Regions from separate parts of the Mus musculus genome. Here regions 1 and 2 are each linked to region 3. A link is a contact called in public ChIA-PET and Hi-C data. All regions are on one chromosome and are shown on one strand. The core of a region is the stretch at or near the end of the contact, and the rest is flanking DNA. Distances in the headings are between cores, read along the strand shown. Region 1 has its middle 80 kb from the start of Peli1. Region 2 overlaps Vps54 (VPS54 GARP complex subunit). Region 3 has its middle 64 kb from the start of Vps54.

Region 1 (2,700 bases), core at 54-2,553, 160 kb after region 3:
AGTTGTGAGCTGTTATGTGGGTGCTAAGAATTGAGCCCAGGTTCTTTGAAGAGCAAGAAGTGCTCTTAACCACTGAGCCATCCATCACTCCCGCCTCACCTCTTCCTCATCCACCTCTGTAAATCCTTATTGGTTCGTCATCTTTTAATTTTTTTTAAAAACTAGTTTCTTGTTTAACTGTCCCAGCTGGAATTCTGCTAGGAATAATGGTGACCTTGGCTATAACTTCTAGTGTTCACATTCCTGGAACATTTGTCTAATGCTCCTTGTCTGACTCTGGCCCCACTTGCCGTAACATCTCAGCGGCTGCTCAGTGCTGTGTATCTGTTCTGGGATGGCTGTGGGGTGGGGAAGCTAATTGCTTTCATACTGCAGCCTTCACTGTTCTTTGGTTTTCCTTTTATAATGTAATTTCTTCCATTTCCAGTTTGTAAGCAAGACGCAGAACCTCTCTCTTAATGGAGGAAATAATGGAGTAGATGCACTAAGAAAGTTTCCAGTAATTTCTGTTAAGTGAACTCTTAAGACCAACAACAACAACAACAGAAAACAGTGGCTCTGCCTCTCCCAAAGCCTGCTGTGTACCTCAAACCAGTGAAATGCATTTACTCTACATTCATGTTATCAGTGCTGGAAGATCTCTCCATCAGTCAAAATCAAGAAAACAAAATACAAGTATTAATATATGGTCCATCTGGTTGCTTCTTTAACGGTTTTAAAAAATGGATAGTCTGTAACATGGACTGACACCAATGTCTCAACCCTGTATCAGGTGGGATAGAGCCTGCAGAAGTTGAAATGCATGTCTAGCCACATGTGTGAGTTATAAAGACAGCACAGAAGCCCCAGTGAGTAGCCTGTCTGTTTCTCATGATTCTGCACCATACATGCAGGGAGTGACCTTCATAAAGGGGGGCCCTTAGCTTAGCAGTTGCAGACTTCACTCTAAGTCCACACTGTGTGCTCTTCTATTAGTCTTCAAAAAAGAGCTCCCTCCTTCCTTCTAACTCCCTGTCAGAAGACTCTTAGGTCTTTGAACCCCGAGCAGGGGTGTCCAAACTTTTGGCATTGACACGCCATCTTGTCATTTACAAAATTCAGGTAGCAGAACACAAAACCAAAATTAAACAAAACAGAACCCGCAAAAAGAAGATCACTTTTAGAAATTCAAAATGTTCGCAATTCTGTGTTGGGCCGCATTCATAGCCTTCAAAGCATTGGGGTCAGATGGTAGACTGGAGTTAGGAGCCTGCCCAGCCAAGCGGCTTTGGGGCAGTCATGAATATTCATAAGAGTGTGGGGCCCGGCCTGCCAGTGAGTTTCTGGCAGTTGGGAGCCTGGGAAAGGATGGGCCAAAGCATTCGCAGTTCTTGTTTTGTGAGCTCTGCTGACTTCAGACATCCTCCCTGCTGCCTCTCACGGCCCAAGCGCTTGGGTCCTTCCTGACTTAGGGCCTAGGTGCTGCAGTTGAAGAGGCTTCAAATCCCCACTCCACCCACCAGACAGTGCAAGGCAAATTCTACCCAGAAAATTCAGACATCTCTTCTCTCTGAGTTTGTTCAGTTAACAGAAGGAGATGTGCCTGTGCGCATAATTGGAGGTCTCTCTCCTTCAGTGGCACCTCCAGCTTTACAAATCTCCTTGCTCTTGTGATCACAACTGCTCTGCACATTTCTTTATTTTAGATCTCGAAACTATATTGTCTTTATTCCCACCCCCAACCTACCCCACCCCATTCTTTATTTAGTATAGCACAGTAATTAAAAGTCAGACATTTGAATTCAGAATCCTGCTTGCCCACTTTAGAAGCTCCGTGAATGTGGCGCCATTACCCTCTGCTTCTTCATCTGTTGTTACCACCTACCATATGGATTTGGTCTGAAAAGGAAATGAGTCTCAACAGAAATGCTTAACTCTGCCCCACAAGCAGCAAAGCATTTAGTCCGGCGATTGAACCGAGGGCCTAGGCACATACTAGACAAGAGCTCTACTACCAAGCTACACCCTCATCTTCCTTCTTATTAATTTATATTTTGAATGGACAAACCTGGCCCCAAACAGGGGAATGTCACAGTGGAAACCATCTGGGGCAAATACTACTGAAGTTGGAGTCGTATCAGAAGTCGAAGGGCCAATAAATGGTATCCAGCAAATAAGGAGAAAGGCTGGACCCAGAGAGAAAGCAGAGGGAGTCCAGCCGTGGCGCTGGGATGCTGTCACGGTGAGGAAGCATGGGCCCTGGGCAATTTGAGAACGCTATGCTTACTTGAGCCCTAAGCTGTGCTGCAGACCACACTCTCTGCCCTTCTTGCTCCCACCCTCACTATCCGGTGATTTGACACCTTTTTTTTTTTTTCCCCCGTTTTTTCTTTTTTTGGTTTTTCGAGACCAGATTTCTCTGTATAACCCTGGCTGTCCTGGAACTCACTCTGTAGACCAGGCTGGCCTTGAACTCAGAAAGCCACCTGCCTCTGCCTCCCAAGTGCTGGGATTAAAGGCAAGCGCCATATGCTCATCATGCTGTCACACACTTGCCTGGCCTAGCCCCTCTAGGTGGTCAGTTGGCTGTACCTTTGCCTTGTCTGTTTCTCCTGATACTGTCTACCCTCCATCTCTCCACTACACGTTTTGACCCCTGGGTTCCCACTGGTCGCCAGATCTCTCTCTTTACATCTTCCTAAAGCATGCTTGTTGTAGAGG
Region 2 (2,700 bases), core at 136-2,635, 130 kb before region 3:
CTGTATTAAACAGTTGTGTTTATATTTTGAGGGGAAATGCAAGATTTTTCTATTTCTAAATATTTCCATTCAAGAAGCATAAAGACCACAGAGCTTGGCAGTGGTAGCATGCACCTTTAATCCCAGCACTCAATAGGCAGAGGTAGGCAGATCTCTGAGTTCAAAGACATCCTAGCATACAAAGCAAGTTCCAGGACAGCCAGGGCTATACTGAGAAACCCTGTCTAAATAAAATAAAATAAATAAATAAATGCCACTTATTCTATGCCAACAATTCTTTAGCATCATAATAAGCCAAGTTAAGTGCCTGTGTCATTTATAGCCCTTTCGATGGAATAAGACAATTTTCAAAGTTATTATTAGCAGGCTCTGATTTATATTACTGGGTTATGATATTGAAGAAAGTTTATTATCCCTCAAAATTATATCGCTAAACCTATTTACTAGTGTCTTAGAATAACAGCAGGGTTAATAGTCTTAAGGTATTCTCAAAACAGTCTTGTATAATTTTACTGAGTCAGGTAGACTGTGGCCCTCAGTAGTTTAAATGATCAACCCACAGCTGCAATAGTAAGAGAGAAAGACCAAAATCTAGAATTGGTCTCTAATTCATTAAACTTCCTCTGTTCCATAATTTCAGGGATTAGGGGGACGGGACAGATGTAGTGGGTACAAATGGAGCCAGAACGCAACCTTTGGTTTCCTTCCTCAGGGACCATTTACCTCGTTTATGACACAGAGCCTCACACTAGCTCAGCAAGTAGGCTAGGCAAGTTGGCTAGGCAAGTTGGCTAGTCATTTCCATGCCTCTGCCTGTTCAGCACTTCGATCTCAAGAGCACACCTCCACATCCAACGTATGACCTGTGTTCAGATGTAAAACTCTTTTTGCTGACTTGAGTTTCCTCTCCAATGCTCAAAACACTTATTTATATAAAAACAGTCTGGTACTAATGCCAATTCCAACCAAAAAATGCTCATTTAGATGTTCAAATTTCCTACTGAAATGAGGTCTTATTTTCTAAAGGATTACTAAAAATTTGCCATGTAACAGAATCACTAATGAATTTAGAACCCTTAGCCATATGCTACTAACTCACAAAGACATAAACAGAAAACAGTAAATAAAAAGTTTTTAAATACTGCAGTGGCCTAACCAAAAGTGTGAATGTTCTTAGATCTTGTTTAATTAGCTGTAATTTTTCCTTAGAAAAGCTCTTTGAGTTTAATTGCTTTTAACTTCCCTGTCACCTCCGAGTTGAGTGGCAAGCTTTCAGGCACTGGTGTATAAGCTGAACATAAGCAGAACCATAGACAGTGCCTATGTTTCATCCTGTGGTAACATGCAATGAAGGAATGCCAGAGAAGATTCTAAAGTGACAGACAATGAGGACAGGAAATAAACCCACATAAACAACTGTGATGCAGGCTTAAGACTGTCAAATGTCACAGCAAGCTGCTAGCTGCTTTCAATACTTCTCTCCCCTGCCACAGTAACGGCTTTAGCTGCACAAGTATCTTTAACTGACAGACAGACAACTAACTAAAGACTCTAGTTCTCAAGCTCTTTTACAGAGCGAGTCATATGTCACATCCTAGCCTCTGCTGTGGAAGTGACAGTAAAAAGTACAAATTCTAGACCATGTTCCTAAAAAACAAGAGCAAGATGGAGAGTGAAGCTAGGGCCTCCCTCATGCCAGGTCAACTCTCTCCTACTGCAGTGAACATGGTGCTTTATCACAGAATAAGAAACGTAATGATAGCCGGGCATGGTGGTGGCGCCTTTAATCCCAGCACTCGGGAGGCAGAGGCAGGAGATTTCTGAGTTCGAGACCAGTCTGGTCTATAGAGTGAGTTCCAGGACAGGCAGGGCCACACAGAGAAACCCTGTCTCAAAAAAACAAAAAAACAAAAAAAAAAAAAAAGAAAGAACAAACGAACGAAGGAATGAACTGTAATGACTACACACTTCTCTGAGTATCTGGTTTATAGCAACAGTGGTACTACATACAGAACAGTAAGGAAGATGGCATTTTAGCTAAATGAGCTAAAGGATTATCTAGGTATAGGAGGAAAAAAAGGAAGAAAATCTTGCATGATACAAAACAATTACAGAGAAACTGTCAATCTAATTGTCAAAGGGACATATTTAAAATTAATAGCCTTTTTTAACCAAAAAGACCTTAACTAGAGAATGAAGTAGGAATTCACAAAGTGGTAGATGATTTTGCAATATGGTTGGAGAGCAGACATGTGCTTACACAAGCAACTCCAGCAAATCACTAAGAAAGGAAGAGGGAGGGAGGGGGGGGCAGACAGGCAAAGACCCTCTTTATACACTTGCCAGGAGAAGCTATCAAAAGGGACAGTAAGTACACGGAAAGGTGTTCTCCTACCAATAACCAGGACAAAACTAAAACTCCTACAGTTGCAACCTAGACTCCGAGCAGCCAACATGTACAAGACTACCAAATGGGGAGAGTGAGGGGAGTGAATGAAGATGTGAGGCAATGGAACTCTTCCTGACAGGACTCTAAGTAATGAGCAAATGCACATGAGGCTAAAAACCCAGAGAACCTTCCCGCTTCTGCTTTTACAGGGCAGACTGGTGTGTCCAGGGCCTTCCCTTCTGCAGTCTTTTCCTCTTGAATTATAACCTTAACTGAGAATGCCCAGTTATGTGTATTTTACAGTGAATATG
Region 3 (2,700 bases), core at 53-2,552:
ATGCTTTAACACTAATCTCAAAAATTGCTTTGAGTGCTAAATACTTTAGTCAACTTCAAGAACTTATAGAACTTAATTTTAAGGCTTAAAAGGGACATTAACCAGGGATGGGTAGATGGTGGCTAATGTGCACACTACACAAGTGTGAGGACCTTAGTTCTGATCCCCAGACATCTCCTACAAAAAAATCCCAGCATGGCAGTGCATACCCTTTACTCTGTGACTAGTCACTATAGCCCAAGTGATGATCTCCTGGTCCAGTGAGCTCCCAGCTCAAACATGAAAGTGGAAAAGCAGTTGAGGAAGATATCCTGACATGAGTCTACACACACACACACACACACACACACACACACACACACACACACCACAGAGAGAGACAGAAACAGACATAGAGAGAGACAGAGAAAGAGACAGAAACACAGAGACACAGAGACAAAGACAGAGAGCCCAGTGTCTAGGAACTTTGGGTTTACCTATAAATGAAACTCTTCTGTTTTGGGTCCATGGCTCTTATGTCCTACACTTCAGAGACAAAAGACAAGAAAGTCCGTAAATCACAGTGTCACTTTTATCATCAATTAACATGATGCAGTCTCGAAACACAAATAAACGTGGCATGAAGATAACGAGCGGAGTGTTTTTGGAGCTATGACACATGCCTATTCTTCTAAGACAAGACTCTGTAAGCAGGCATGCTGTGTCTGAGGATGCTACGCATGTGCACAACATGGAGACTGTTCAGGAATTGCCTGTCTTGATTCTGTGGTAATTTTTGATTAGTACTGTGTCTTCATATGCTTTAAGGAAGTTATGCATTTCAAAGTTTATATGTTTTTATTTAAATTTGAGACAAACTCTCACAATATAGCTCGTTCTGGTTTTCAACTCTATCGTCCTGAGTCAACCCTAGAGTTCTGGGATTACAGGTATGCACTGCTACTCCTAGGCTGTTTATTAAAGTTTATATACATTTAAAGTTAGTTTTTCATAATTAAATTTGGTGTACTTCTAAAGAATTTCTTGATGTTTCAGTTGAATCCTTCTGTGAGTTCAACATAGTCAAACACATTCTCCAATATCTAAGTACCCTGAGTTTATAGGACCATTTACTTTAATGAAAGTGATTTGAAAAGACAGGAATTTTAAGTACAAAAGCTCAGAAGCACCAGAGACAGTAGAACTTCAAAGCATCAAGGCTCTGGCCCCTCCCCACCAAGCCCACCTCTTAGACTTCTGTTTAAAACCACCATTTCCTGTTTGGAGTTCTTGTCTCACAGCTGAGAAAAAACAAAGGTCACGTGACTTCCGTTCAGCATCTGCCCAGCAGACAGGCCAAGGTGAGAAGACTAAGCAACAACAGGGGAGGCCGTGGGAGGATTGCGGCCAAGCCGGCCTTCTGAGAAACAAGACAGGCAGCTTTGCTCACACCCTCCTTTGCTGCAAGAGTCCTGGCAGCCTCAAAAAGAAAGTTCTGGAATCAAACCAGACCCTTGTGCTTGTTTGGCTGAGAACTTGAAACAAATCCTAGATCAGTCCACTTAAGAAAACAAGCCGATCTGGAGACCATATATACCGGCAGGCATTCTCTGTTGCCTGACAATAGCAGGTAGCGTACCACTACCAACTAATGACCTCCGCAGAATCCTTGGACCTATCTGCGGGTCTTCTGTAGCCCTTTTTTCATAATTAATATTATTTTAAATAACTTGACTCTTTGCTTGATATAAATAACCAAGCTTGTCTTGCTGGTGTGAAACAGCACAGCGCCCCCACCCAGTCCGTCAGTCCCCGAGTCACCCCTACCCTGCATTTCTAGTTCCCACTGCATTTCTAGTTCTTTACATGTGAGCTTTGGTTTACAGGAGTTGTCCAACAGTTCTTGTATTTCCACTCTCAGCATCCTGTGGATGTGTGCTTTGTTCAAGCATCTCTGAAACATAGAAGGACTAGGCTTGGATGAGGCTTAGATCCCACTCTTAAAGCTTTTACATTGATTGCCTCAAAGCATAGCCCACACATCCCATCCATGTGGATAAATGTCAAGAGAGATAGATGGGGCTAGATAGATAGATCGATCGATCTATTTCTCCAGTTCTTTTGGACTGAGTACTAGACTTGACTTACCCCTCCTCACTTCTTGAGGATCATGTCACATGACCTCCCTGACCCAGGGTTTGGTTTTTTTTTTTCTCTATCTTATTTTGCTTTATCTTTTATCTTCAGCAGAAGCAGCATTTCAAAACATCAAGGCTGACTCCATAGTCAGCATTTGAATGTACTTATGTACACTTAAATATGCTTAAGTGCAGATGTTCCCCTGAATCTATGTGTATTTATGTCTATGTGTGCACATACATACATATGTATATGCATGTGAAGGTCAGAGTACAACTTGAGGAGCCCTTCCTTGTTTTGGAAATAGGGTCTCTCACCTGTGACTTGGCGCTCACCTGTTAGGTTAAGCTCACTGTAGCTGAGTCCCAGAGATCTGTTGCTATCTCACCAGTACTGGAATTTTAAGTGTGTGCCACCTTGCCCAGCTTTTAACTGTGGAGAGCTTTGGGGGCTAGAAACTTGGCAGGAATGTGACTTTGGGCCAGGACAGGGAAGTGGGCTCAGATATCTTGGTCATCCTGATAAGCTCCTAGAAACAGTGATCAAGGGACCTTGTTTATTGCCTTGCTTGTTCCTTGACTA

What was found. Hi-C and Micro-C count contacts between places; a contact is called where the count stands out from the background. ChIA-PET counts read pairs in DNA pulled down with a chosen protein or histone mark.
Region 1: a contact with region 3 is called in a Hi-C map of cerebral cortex, with 2.6 times the contacts expected there. The contact joins two enhancer-like sites. A contact is called at or near these places in 1 of 39 promoter capture datasets (macrophages), 29 of 484 Hi-C or Micro-C datasets (the Ba/F3 cell line, the CH12 cell line, the P5424 cell line and 10 more) and 2 of 115 datasets of contacts at active chromatin or transcription factors (both in embryonic stem cells).
Region 2: a contact with region 3 is called in an RNA polymerase II ChIA-PET map of effector CD8 T cells, with 42 read pairs. The contact joins two enhancer-like sites. A contact is called at or near these places in 7 of 484 Hi-C or Micro-C datasets (the G1E-ER4 cell line, the N1E-115 cell line, Th1 cells and 3 more), 3 of 115 datasets of contacts at active chromatin or transcription factors (effector CD8 T cells, embryonic stem cells and large pre-B cells) and 3 of 9 other capture datasets (adipose tissue, liver and pancreatic islet).

Annotation. Positions count from the first base shown.
Region 1 is chr11:21,009,729-21,012,428 of GRCm38.p6, reverse strand. No RefSeq gene overlaps it. Among named protein-coding and RNA genes, the nearest start is that of Peli1, 80 kb to the left of the region's middle. Within about 2 kb of position 1,303, at least 25 of the 459 cell types and tissues checked have an H3K27ac peak or open chromatin away from gene starts, as enhancers often do. A contact at or near this core is called in cerebral cortex, where this site is marked.
Region 2 is chr11:21,302,511-21,305,210 of GRCm38.p6, reverse strand. The region is part of intron 12 of Vps54 (VPS54 GARP complex subunit); the gene reads right to left. Among named protein-coding and RNA genes, the nearest start is that of Mir1933, 41 kb to the left of the region's middle. Within about 2 kb of position 1,385, at least 17 of the 459 cell types and tissues checked have an H3K27ac peak or open chromatin away from gene starts, as enhancers often do. A contact at or near this core is called in Th1 cells, Th17 cells and effector CD8 T cells, where this site is marked.
Region 3 is chr11:21,173,238-21,175,937 of GRCm38.p6, reverse strand. No RefSeq gene overlaps it. Among named protein-coding and RNA genes, the nearest start is that of Vps54, 64 kb to the left of the region's middle. Within about 2 kb of position 1,302, at least 121 of the 459 cell types and tissues checked have an H3K27ac peak or open chromatin away from gene starts, as enhancers often do. A contact at or near this core is called in Th1 cells, Th17 cells, cerebral cortex and 1 more, where this site is marked.